Linked DNA regions of Mus musculus: regions 2 and 3 are each linked to region 1. The links are chromatin contacts, called in public Hi-C maps. All regions are on one chromosome and are shown on one strand. Each heading gives the region's core, a stretch centred on a gene start, on an enhancer-like site or on the middle of the called end of the contact. The rest is flanking DNA. Distances are from core to core; before and after follow the strand shown. Region 1 has its middle 16 kb from the start of Col22a1. Region 2 overlaps Trappc9 (trafficking protein particle complex 9). Region 3 overlaps Trappc9 (trafficking protein particle complex 9).

The links. A called contact is a pair of places that touch in the nucleus more often than the background predicts.
Region 2: a contact with region 1 is called in a Hi-C map of the N1E-115 cell line, with 5 times the contacts expected there. The contact joins two enhancer-like sites. A contact is called at or near these places in 1 of 484 Hi-C or Micro-C datasets (the N1E-115 cell line) and 1 of 9 other capture datasets (embryonic stem cells).
Region 3: a Hi-C map of the N1E-115 cell line shows a contact between it and region 1, with 14 times the contacts expected there. The contact joins two enhancer-like sites. A contact is called at or near these places in 3 of 15 datasets of contacts at CTCF or cohesin (hippocampal excitatory neurons, large pre-B cells and stem cell-derived epiblast-like cells), 6 of 484 Hi-C or Micro-C datasets (the N1E-115 cell line, cerebellum, cerebral cortex and 3 more) and 1 of 115 datasets of contacts at active chromatin or transcription factors (neural tube).

What each region holds. Positions count from the first base shown.
Region 1 is chr15:72,048,180-72,052,310 of GRCm38.p6, reverse strand. It overlaps a transcript of Col22a1 not described here. Among named protein-coding and RNA genes, the nearest start is that of Col22a1, 16 kb to the right of the region's middle. Within about 2 kb of position 1,475, at least 10 of the 459 cell types and tissues checked have an H3K27ac peak or open chromatin away from gene starts, as enhancers often do. A contact at or near this core is called in the N1E-115 cell line, where this site is marked.
Region 2 is chr15:72,863,672-72,867,291 of GRCm38.p6, reverse strand. The region is part of intron 16 of Trappc9 (trafficking protein particle complex 9); the gene reads left to right. Among named protein-coding and RNA genes, the nearest start is that of Gm41343, 34 kb to the right of the region's middle. Within about 2 kb of position 1,606, at least 86 of the 459 cell types and tissues checked have an H3K27ac peak or open chromatin away from gene starts, as enhancers often do. A contact at or near this core is called in the N1E-115 cell line, where this site is marked.
Region 3 is chr15:73,020,953-73,024,750 of GRCm38.p6, reverse strand. All of the region lies in intron 6 of Trappc9 (trafficking protein particle complex 9), which reads left to right. Among named protein-coding and RNA genes, the nearest start is that of Trappc9, 38 kb to the left of the region's middle. RefSeq lists an enhancer at 1,432-3,798. Within about 2 kb of position 2,495, at least 62 of the 459 cell types and tissues checked have an H3K27ac peak or open chromatin away from gene starts, as enhancers often do. A contact at or near this core is called in the N1E-115 cell line, where this site is marked.

The DNA.
Region 1 (4,131 bases), core at 226-2,725:
TCCATCCAGATGTCTGAGAGTCCTGTGTCTTCCTGTTGGGTGGCAGTGGCATACATCCTGTGTACATGAGGAGCATAGTGGACACTGAGGGCTCATGCAGAGCTACTGGGTACATCAGAAGGCCATGCCACAGTAGCACTGTGAGTCACTACACTGGGAGGATTGACCTTAGCATCCTTTTCACCTACAGCAGGCATCATGGAGACAAGATTGTGCACATACCATAGGGGAGATATAAGACTACTGACAAACAGAAAATAGAAGCTCAGGTGGGAGGTGACCCCAATCTAAGCAACAGAAAGGGTATGCCTGGCATGGGATTCAGGACTTTGGGCTCTTCTTGGCCTTCAATGCATCCTCTACCTGGTCCTTGTGTCACTTCCTGGGAACCACTGCAGAATGTGATAAATGGAACAAGATTGCCTTGTAGGCCCCGATTCCTTCTTCTACCTTTCTGCATCTCAGGTCTCTGTTCTCTCAGCTCCAGAGATGAAGAATCCAGAGACATTCTCTCTTCTCATGCCTGCATAGCTCATACAAGAGACTCCAGAGGCAGATGCACTGAAGAAGGTTCAAATATGGTAGAAGGGCAGGCAAGTGGCCCTGGTACCTGGCAGGCCAAGATCAGAAAACAAGTGAAGATTTTCCTTCTGTCCAGCAGAGGGAGCCCAAGGACTCCCTGATGGCATGTGAAGGTCAGGGTGATCAAAACATTCTCAGCCTCATTGGGCCTGTGTGTGTTTGTGTGTGTGTGTGTGTGTGTGTGTGTGTGTGCGCGCTAGAAACTTTGAAGAAGCGAATGTTCAAGTCCCACAGGCCATCAGACTGAAGTATCATCTGCTTAGGGAAGGCCGGTCTGTTGCTTCATTCAGACTTCGACTGGATGAGTCAGCTTGTTTGAGAGAGAGAGAACAGTGTGTGTTTCTCAACATCAATGGGCTTAAATGATGATGCCCTTTGAAAGCTCCTCAGAGAAGTTTCCAGAATAATATTTGACCACACATCTCTGAGCCCAGCAGAATGGACTATAGAATTAATTATCCAAAGTCAGAAGTGCAACCAAACCTTTCCTCTCTGGTATACCCCATGCAAATGTCCCTTAGATGTCTGTATTAAAGTAGCCTATTGCTGAGACCCTGAGGGGTCCATGAAGGGAAGAAATTCATTGGCTGGTTTAGCTGTTGTGTAAGCTTCATAAACCCCTGGTGGGCATAGCCTGAAAGTGGCCATACACGGATCATTAAGCTGGTATCATGTCGAGTGAGCTGTGGTTGGGTGGTGGTTACAGCTGGCGGTTATGCCTGGGAATGGCTCCCTCTGGTCTGTAAAGGGGCAGGCAGATGCAGGCATACAGAGTAATTAGGGCCGTAATAAGCAAGGCAGGGTGGTGGAAATGTGCAGAAAGCAAATGCTGGCAACTCCTAGGGGCAGCCATTCACCAACTGCCTCGTATTTGGAAATGTGTCCATTGTGAGAAGCACTTTGCTGTATGTGTGAACAAGATTGAGAGAGTCCACTGACTGTGGCTCATGCAGACCCGGGACACATCCTGAGCCTGAATACTACTCCCAGAGACCCAGACCTCCAAAGGGCAACTGGAGGGGGTGAGACAAAAGGGGCTTCTAGAAAAGGCCCTGGGTGAGAGGACACCGGATCTTAAAGTGTTTAACCTCCCTTCCTCTGCTATTTGGAACTGTCCCTTCCCCTCTTTCCCCCAGCCGCCCCCCACCCCCACCCCCCGGGGAAATCACTGCTTTGCAGACACCACAGGCATGATCACACAGTAGAAGAAATCTGAGATCACAACCCTGGAAGAGGTCACAGCTCTAGTCAGGAACCATTACTCCTACTGGCACCAGGGGGCGCTCTCCCACCAGGAATCATCCCGACAGAGCCATACATATGCAGCCCTGGTCTGGACGGGACTCTAGAAAAGATCTTTCACCCCTCTCTGTACTGGTCTGGCCCTTTGTGGCAATCCATGGAATGTGACCCCTCTTAGGGCTTGGGCTGGTCTGAGATTGACATCTATCTATAGGAAACCAGAGAAGGCTACCTTAGTCACTGCTGTGAAGAGACACCATGACCAATGACCAAGGTAACTCTTATAAAAAAGAAAGAATTCAATTAGGGGCTTCCTTATAAAAGTTAGTACATTATTGTCATGGCAGAAAGCACACAGACAAATGTAGAACTGGAGAAATAGTTGAGAGTTCTACATCCTAATCTTCAGGCAGCAGGAAGAGAAAGGTGCTGGGCCTGGCATGGGCTTTTAAAATCTCAAAGCACACCCACTTCCCTAGTGACATACTTCCTCCAACAAAATGATACTTACTCCAACAGGGCCACACTTCCTAATCCATATAACCCTTTCAAAGAGCTTCACACCTTGGTGATTACACATTTAAGTATATGAGTTTACAGGGGGTCATTCTTATTTAAACCATCACAGTAGCCTAGTGGGCCCTCAGATAAGAGCAATATACCTCCAGTTGTTAGATCCTCCAAGTCTCTGTACTGGGGTACCTGGCTTTCTCTTGACTGTTCCATCACTCAACATGGGCCCTCTCCTCCTAGTATCATGGTGGTAGAGCACTTTGCTTCAAATGGAAACATTCTGTCATGGAATGAAGTTCATTAAGCCTAGAAAGTTCTGAAGGGAGGCTCATTAAAACCCAGACATCAAACAACCCACAAGCCTCAGGATGTTCCTGAAACCAGATTTGCAAAGTCCCTTCCTCCCCAGGGTTGTAAAGCAGGAAGAACAACTGAAGAGGAGAGATCTGTTGAGCTACCTGAAAGCCATGCAGAGAACTCTGGGGTTCCAGCTTTCCTGATTCACTATCCATGTTTGGGTGAGCTTTCAGGGATGTAGTTCCTGCTAGCAAAGTCAACTTCGTGAACCAACGAGTTCATTGCATTTACTTGCAGGAGTATGGGTGAGGAGTTGCTTACAGGAACTACATCCCTGAAAGCTCACCCAAACATGGATAGTGAATCAGGAAAGCTGGAACCCCAGAGTTCTCTGCATGGCTTTCAGGTAGCTCAACAGATCTCTCCTCTTCAGTTGTTCTTCCTGCTTTACAACCCTGGGGAGGAAGGGACTTTGCAAATCTGGTTTCAGGAACATCCTGAGGCTTGTGGGTTGTTTGATGTCTGGGTTTTAATGAGCCTCCCTTCAGAACTTTCTAGGCTTAATGAACTTCATTCCATGACAGAATGTTTCCATTTGAAGCAAAGTGCTCTACCACCATGATACTAGGAGGAGAGGGCCCATGTTGAGTGATGGAACAGTCAAGAGAAAGCCAGGTACCCCAGTACAGAGACTTGGAGGATCTAACAACTGGAGGTATATTGCTCTTATCTGAGGGCCCACTAGGCTACTGTGATGGTTTAAATAAGAATGACCCCCTGTAAACTCATATACTTAAATGTGTAATCACCAAGGTGTGAAGCTCTTTGAAAGGGTTATATGGATTAGGAAGTGTGGCCCTGTTGGAGTAAGTATCATTTTGTTGGAGGAAGTATGTCACTAGGGAAGTGGGTGTGCTTTGAGATTTTAAAAGCCCATGCCAGGCCCAGCACCTTTCTCTTCCTGCTGCCTGAAGATTAGGATGTAGAACTCTCAACTATTTCTCCAGTTCTACATTTGTCTGTGTGCTTTCTGCCATGACAATAATGTACTAACTTTTATAAGGAAGCCCCTAATTGAATTCTTTCTTTTTTATAAGAGTTACCTTGGTCATTGGTCATGGTGTCTCTTCACAGCAGTGACTAAGGTAGCCTTCTCTGGTTTCCTATAGATAGATGTCAATCTCAGACCAGCCCAAGCCCTAAGAGGGGTCACATTCCATGGATTGCCACAAAGGGCCAGACCAGTACAGAGAGGGGTGAAAGATCTTTTCTAGAGTCCCGTCCAGACCAGGGCTGCATATGTATGGCTCTGTCGGGATGATTCCTGGTGGGAGAGCGCCCCCTGGTGCCAGTAGGAGTAATGGTTCCTGACTAGAGCTGTGACCTCTTCCAGGGTTGTGATCTCAGATTTCTTCTACTGTGTGATCATGCCTGTGGTGTCTGCAAAGCAGTGATTTCCCCGGGGGGTGGGGGTGGGGGGCGGCTGGGGGAAAGAGG
Region 2 (3,620 bases), core at 357-2,856, 810 kb before region 1:
GTGAGCACTGGTCCAGGAGAAGCAGGAGACGCGGTACGAGGCTACGGCAGTGGACGACAAGGGCATCAGGGGAGCAGAGAACGCAGTTTCCAGGCAGGTCACTTTTGTGGATGCTGAAGCTGTTACCAAAGGTCACGTTAACTCAGGAAATTCTTTCCACTCCCCAGACTTTGCTTTCCTCATCCGTCAGATGAGAATAGTAGAAGCGTTCATGCCCAGACTTGAAGCACTGGAGACTACTTCCAGCACTCAGTTCATACTGTACTCACACTTACAATGTGACCTGAAGGCTGCCACCAGGGCCAGACTGACGGAGGCTTTGTAGTCTTCACGCCCCAGAATTACGGTTGCACTTACAGCAGACTGCAGGGAGGAGACTGGAACCTGCTGTTGGGAAAGCTGAGACAAGACATGAACTTGAACTTTGTGCTTGGAATGGTTTGGAGTGGGGCAGAAGAAGGTTGTGGCAATGTGATTGACAGGTCTTAGGGACCATTAGGCCAAGGCAGGGGAGATTCTGTTTTCATCTGGTGGCTCTGGAGGGCGGGGCATGGTGGATGTGCTCATTCTGCAGCTGTCTGCAGCTGCCGTGCTACCCAGGCAGGTCTTAGAGGGCAGTGGCTGCTGTCTAAATGAGTGTGAGCCAGAAGTAGACATAGAACTGCTATCCTTGATAAGGGAAGTTTCCCTAAACTGAGGCAGCCACTCAAAGGAGACTCTGGAACAGGAAACGGGGCTACTGCTGCAATTTTGCTGACCCCTGTATCGGAGGACTTGCAAAGATGCTTGGGAGAGACCAAAGACGAAAAAGACATTACAGAAAGCAAAGGACAGTCCGTAGAAACAGCACAATCTAGGGAGGGGAACGTGTAAAGAGTTTGCTGAATTTACCAGTGTGGTATTTTATGACCTGACCGGGTTACTAGAAGTTTCATAGGCAAAAGACGCTTTATGTGTTGAATGGTCACCGGGATGAAGAAGCTAAGCACGAAGCAAAGCCACTCACTGAAGTTTGGTTTCGAAAGTTAGGAGAGGGGAGTTTTAGAAGTGTGTGGCTGAGTCCCCGTCGTCGCTGCTGCTTGGAGCCTCTGGCTCACGAGCCCTGCGCCCTGAGATGTGCATGTGAGGTAACTGTGCTGCCACAGACCTTGATGAGGGATATTTAAAGGGTGCGTCCTCCCTCACTTCTCCATTTGTTGTGTTCATTAAGAATTTAAGTTAGCTGCTCTGCTTTTTGTTAAGGTATTTTTAGTTTCTCAAAATTTCTTTGCACTTGTTAATTAATCCTAAAATTAATCCTACGTCCTCTTTTTTTACTCACCCCCACCCCCACCCTGCCGTAATTTCCAAGTCAGCTCTCTTTTTGCCTGTTTCTTCTTGACCCAGAGTTAATAGGTTTTTGCACCAACCTTCTCCATTCTGAGAGGTCTGAATTGGTAATTATAATCTGAGTGCCCCCTTCTCCAATCCTTGAAAGGAGATTTATTGAAGGCGGGGCCATAATGACTAACGGCAAAGCTTGGTGCATTCTGTATAGATAGCCAGACCCATCTGGTTTTCAGGACTCAGACAAGTCCCTTGGGGTTGACTTTCATTTAAGCATTTGCTGTCCCCGCATCCTGCCGCCCACATCCTTCCTGCCGTTTCCCCCCCAGCAAAGCCACCGCTCATTTGGTGCTTGATTTGGTGCTAAAATGGCATCCGATGAGGCTTAGAGTCTGCAGGGTGGTAGAGAGGCAGCAACACCCAGAGGGTCTGACACCCACGAGCTGGGGCTGCTTCCTCTCCACTGTGGGCACTGGAAGAGAGTGGAGCCATCAGCCCAAGCTAGGAAGGCAGCCACTGTGAGACAGGCCACTCCTTTGTGCTGTAAGGAGACACTCAGGCAAATCTGAGTAAGACATGATGATTCTGTGTGAAGATGTTATAGTGAAACCCATGATTTTGTATGTTAACTAAAAATATTTTAAGAGTTGGATAAAATTCTGGAGACATTGTGGTTACAATACCCATAATACCAGATTTACCCATCACCACATTTAAGTGTGCAGCCAAGTGGCATGAAATGGTCATACTGCACTGTGGGTGCCATTGCTGTCTCTTGCAGAACTCCATTATATTAAACACCCTCCCCATTTAATTATTTTGTAATGATAGTGCACTACAATGTAGCCTCTGATTCTTACTCATTCATTAAATATTCATTGACTGCCTACCTATTAAGGACTGGACTTAGCTCTGGGAATGCAAATCAAGTGAGTTAGGGACTATCTTTAAGGAACTGAGACTCTGGCAAGGAGTACAGCAGTGAAGATTCACTACCAGCCTCTGTCAGGGTTCTTGGGACAGCACAGAAGCAGAGCAGCTGGTCCCCTGGGGAGCCCAGAGGAGCCATGTGACTGGGGATCAGATGCATGTATAGAGAGGTGCAGTGGGCCATGGCTGTCTCTGCAGGGTTCATTTGATTTTTCTTAACACAGGAAACTGGAAATTTGCACTGTTGTGTTTCCTCTGGATCCTGCTGGTCCAGTACAGCGCCGTGTGGTACAAGTGTGTGTCTAACGAGAGAGGTTGCAGCTCACTGCAGATAGGTGGTGTTGTGGCCTAGCTGCTATCCTTGTGGTGTGCATAGGATTGGGGTGTGGCTCAGTCCAGAGAAGGCACATCACCCAACGCCTTTACCTCAGATTCGAGGATGCCAGGCTTAGATGTCAGGAAGGCCTTCTAGGCTCTGTGTGTGTGGTTGCTGTGACCATCATGGCAGCCTATCCCATGATGTGTGCACTGTTTCTGTGTTTCTTCGTGCTTCCTCTCCTCCTCTCTCTGTCCTTCTGAGGCTTAACCTTGCCCGGTTCAGATCGCTGTGTCTAGTGTGGCTATATATGGCCCCACTGAATGATGTTGCATTTCGGACAGTGAGGACCCGAGAGCAGATTGCCTACTGCTCTTTAGCCTTGTCATCTAAGGCAAGCCACGTGATCTCTTTGCGCTACAGCTTCTGTGGGTCAGGACCAGATCGGATTTCCCTCGCTGCTGTGTAAGCAGAGGTAGCATATGCAAAGTGCCTAAGCTCTGGCTTAGTTCTGAGGGGAGGACAGAGTTGTTCAGGTTCATGCTTTGCTTGAGATACAAGGTTCCTGCACTGTGCAGCTGGTCAGCCATTAGCCAGGAGATAAGCCATCGGCACCTCTGCTCCTCAGCTTCCTCCTCTATGAGTCAGGGATAGTAAGAGCTGCACCTGACAGAGCCAGGATGCTCCTCTGAGCACTGGACACACACGAAGGGACACAGTGAACACTCCACACTCAGAAAGCCACCACACAGCCTGGCATGTGTTTGGAGTCCTAGGAACATTTTCCCCCGTGGCTCTTGTTTCAGAAACTCAGGGTGGTGTGTGTCTCTGCCTGTCTGCCTCCTGAGCTTTAAACTTAGGGCAGGGGCATTGGGAACAGGGCCATCATGCTTCTGTTTACAGGCCTGTTTCCTCAGGCTTGCAGGGATGGAGGCAATGCAGCAGGCAGGTACCACACTGCACTGCAGTTCATCATCTTACCACACAGGGCTGCCTTTCCTTATAGAAAGCTCACAGAAGGTTTAGGTGTGCTGCGCACCTTCTAGAA
Region 3 (3,798 bases), core at 1,246-3,745, 970 kb before region 1:
GTGAGATGCAGTAGCGGGTAGGCCGCCATGTGGGGAGGGTAGAGGGCAGCAGGGACTTGAGATAATCCCACCAGAACACGCAGGAAGCGTGCTCATAGCCAGACACCCATCCCCACCTCCAATAGTTGCCATGCTCACCTTAGAGGTTTTTTTTTTTTTGGAGGACGATAACTTAATAGTTAACCAGAGGCTGGCATGATGGCTCTGGCTATGAGCACATATTGCCTGCTCTTGCCGAGGACCAGAGTTCCACCCCCAGCACCCATCAGACGGCTTACAAGTGCCTGGAGCTCGAGCTCCTTGACCTCTCTGAGTCTTGCTTGCTGTAGAGCCCCGTGCTGCCCTCAGGCTGGTCTGTGGGCCTGGCTCCCCAAGTCAGTCACCAGAGTGAGGCTGCCTCAGAGTACCTGAACTGTCAGTCGTCAGCTCAACCACAGAGGAAGAGACAAACACAGAATTACGCCCCTAAAGAAAGACTCCACCAGTATTGCTGGCCATTTCATGTGGGGAAGTGCACCTATGCCTTCAAAGTGGGGGAGCACTGGGAGCCAGCTGCACCCTGTGTCCTGAGGGGAGGCCCCCAAGTTCTGCTCTCTGTTGGTTTCCAGGAGAGGCAAAAACCGGGTCCTTTGATATGGAAACTTCAGTTACCTGGGAAATGGCACAAGAGGAGATAGATGTCTGTCTCTAGTCATGCTGAAGTTAACTGTTTGACTTGGTTCTATCCAGGGTTCAACAATGGGCCAAGCCGTGTGTGTGTGTGTGTGTGTGTGTGTGTGTGTCTTGGATAGTCTGTTCTCTCCTCCCCGTTATGGGTCCCAAGAATTGAGCTTAGTTAGGCTAGTGACAAGCACCTTTAGCTGTTGAGCCATCTCGCCTGCCCTGAAGCTGTGTTTTTTAGGGATGCTAAGGCTATAGTCCTTGTAGAGGACTGGAGGGAGGGATGCCCCATGCCAGGCATACACAAACTTAGTGAAATGTGCACTGACTGAGACCCTGGGCATCGAAGGGCTTGCTTCACAGGGCAAGGACCCATGATGAGGGAAAAAGACCACCTGAGTGTCTGAGGTGGGCTGCTAGGGCCTCACTGGCCTGGAGCATGGAGAGACAGCAGGGGTCATGCTGGTGTAGGTTTGCCAAAGGTCAGTGAGGGCAATACACAGGGCAAGGGTACTTCAAGGGCAAGAGGGTGGCACCTTAATTGTAATCCATGCTTCTGAGTGAAGAGTGCTAGGCCTCTCAGGTAGACTGGAAAGGTCCAGGGAAGCCTTGAATTATTTGTAGCTGGGAGGCTGGATTTAGGTTAGATGGTCCTGTGTCCTTCCACAGCTCTGCAGTGGGCTACTGCTGTTATCAGGCCCAGGCGGTTCAGGAGACAGCTTTGAACACAGAAGAGGCTCCAAGCAGACCGGAAAGGTCTGGGGAGTGGAGTCTGTTGGGCTTAGCTGGTGCTAGAGTAGTGGGTGGCTGCCAGGCTTCCCAGCCCTGCTCCTCTTCTACAGACCTGTGGGCCCTCACTCTCTGCAGTTACTGAAGTCCGCTTTGCAGATTAAAGGGAGGAGATCTGGACTTACTGCAACCTGCTATCTATTCACAGTGGGGCCCTGTAGTTTGGATCAGCTCTGCTATCATCTTGCTCGGCGTCAGGCAAACACTAGAGGGCAGCAATGCTCTGTGGCAATTGTGGCCCTGCCTGCGGCACAGGGCGGTTACCAGCCTTTGAATTCTGCCGGAGGAGGAAGGCACTTTGCGGTCCTTGTCTCATCCTGATGTTTGTCTGCTAGTTGACAAGGCAGCAAAATAATGAGTTCTGGTGGGATTTTATAATCACAGTAAAGAGAAGGGCCTGGAGTTTTTCTGAAATAGAACAAGCTTTTGGTTCTTAATCAAGTGTGATCCATTGTGGAGCTGATGGTAACGAAGGACTTCGGCGGCAAATGGCGGACATTTGGGAAGGAATGGAGATGTGACTAGTGCAAGTTCCATCTGTCTTTCAGAATCCCTGCATGAGCTGGTGGTGCCACACACTTTGAATCCCAGCACTCAGGAGGCAGAGGCAGGCAGATTTCTTGAGTTTCAGGCCAGCCTGGTCTACAAAGGGAGTCCAGGACAGTCAGGGATATTACACAGAGAAACTCTGTCTCAAAAATCCAAAACCTCAGAACTGGAGGATAAAACTGTCTTTATCGGTGCTCTGCAAAATAGATGCAGAGTCCCTCTTCCCTGTGCAGGCACAGGGTGACCTGCGTGTGTTGGCTGGTTTAGGCGAGTGATTTCTGGTAATTATCTGGCACTCCCAAATGGCAACAAATAGCTGGCTGTGTACAGATCTGTGCAATGGTCATGAGGGTTTCACAGGCAAATGACAAGGTTCATATGAGAACAGAGGGGCTGGGACTTGAGTCATCATTTTCCCCTGTTTGTGAATAGAGGAGCCATGCAGCACCCTCTCAGCTTGTCTTCTGTGGAGAGCAAGCAGCCACCTCTCTCCTTTACTTAGTGCCGCTGCACACCGTCTGGGAACAGCAGGGTGGCAAGGAGGCTGCAAACCTCACTGGCATCCATTCACAGACTTCTTGAAGTAGGAATCTGTTCCTTGAGATTCTGTGGTCTAAATGTAGCCACCCCTATCTGCAGAGGGAGGTTAGGAAAAGGAACAATGATTCAGGCACCAAAGAAGATGGTGGCTTAGAGGTGAGGGGTCCCTGGGACACGTGTTCATGCACCCTTTGTGTTCCTTCCCTTCCCTTCCCTTGCCTCTGGGATGGGCAGGAGTGACTCTAGGCAAAGTGTTTCTGTCTGCCTGCCTGCTAGCCTGCTCCTGAAGTCCAGTGAGCTGCAGACAGTCATGGTCCACACTGGCCGGCGCTGAGGAGGGGAAACCGGCTGATAAACAAAAGACATGGAGGCAAACAATTCCCAAGTGAGTCAGATCTACAGAAACAAAGACCACGCTCCCATTGGATACCTTCTGCGGAGGAGCAGCTCGGGAGGCCTTCATCCCAGGAGCATAAGCACTGTTGCAATGTAGAGCAAGGTGCAACAAAGAAAGATGCACAGGCTGCGATGACTGTCTCCCCTGTAGCTGGCTGGTGGGGCTTGTGGCGGCTCCATCTGGTGCTGAGCAGACCCTGAGAAAGGTCTCGTCAGTTCCTTTCCTCACCACTTGCAGCCAGTTTTAAAGACAGGGAAACTGAGGGGTGAGACCCAGCTCAGCTCACAAAGTCTCCCATTGTTCTTTCAGTCCCCCTCGCTCCCTCGCTTGTGTGATTCCAAAAGCCCAACCCGGTGGCAGCTCCCCTCCCCCACCCTAGGCTGCCTGAGGGACTGAATACATTTTTGTTTTCAACAGAAAATGGCAGGTGACCTTACGAGAAAGTGCTACTGAGGAAGTGTCTGGAAAACTAGACCAGCTTCTGAGGGTCGCAGCGTGGCCCCGTCCTCCGCCTCCTCACATCTCTAAGTTCCAGAACAATTGGTGCCCTTTAAAACATTCTCCTTTATGAGACTTTAGAGGGGACTTTCAACCTCTTTGTCTTTGGTTAATTTTCTTTGCAAAGCCATTCAGATTTTATGCAGGCTACTCTGTTCAGATGCAAGAACAGCCTCCTCCTCCTCGGATTTCTTTTTTGATGGGTTTCCTTAATGAAGCTGTTGCTAAGGAAACCCTGCAAGAGCCTGGTAGGCACCAGAGTGACTGCATCCCTAGTGCTCCTGTCAGGTTGAGCTCAGAGTCAGAAGGGTGGGAGAGTGGGGAAGGGTGTCATCTGGGGAAGGGGCTGAGGTAATGCTGTGACA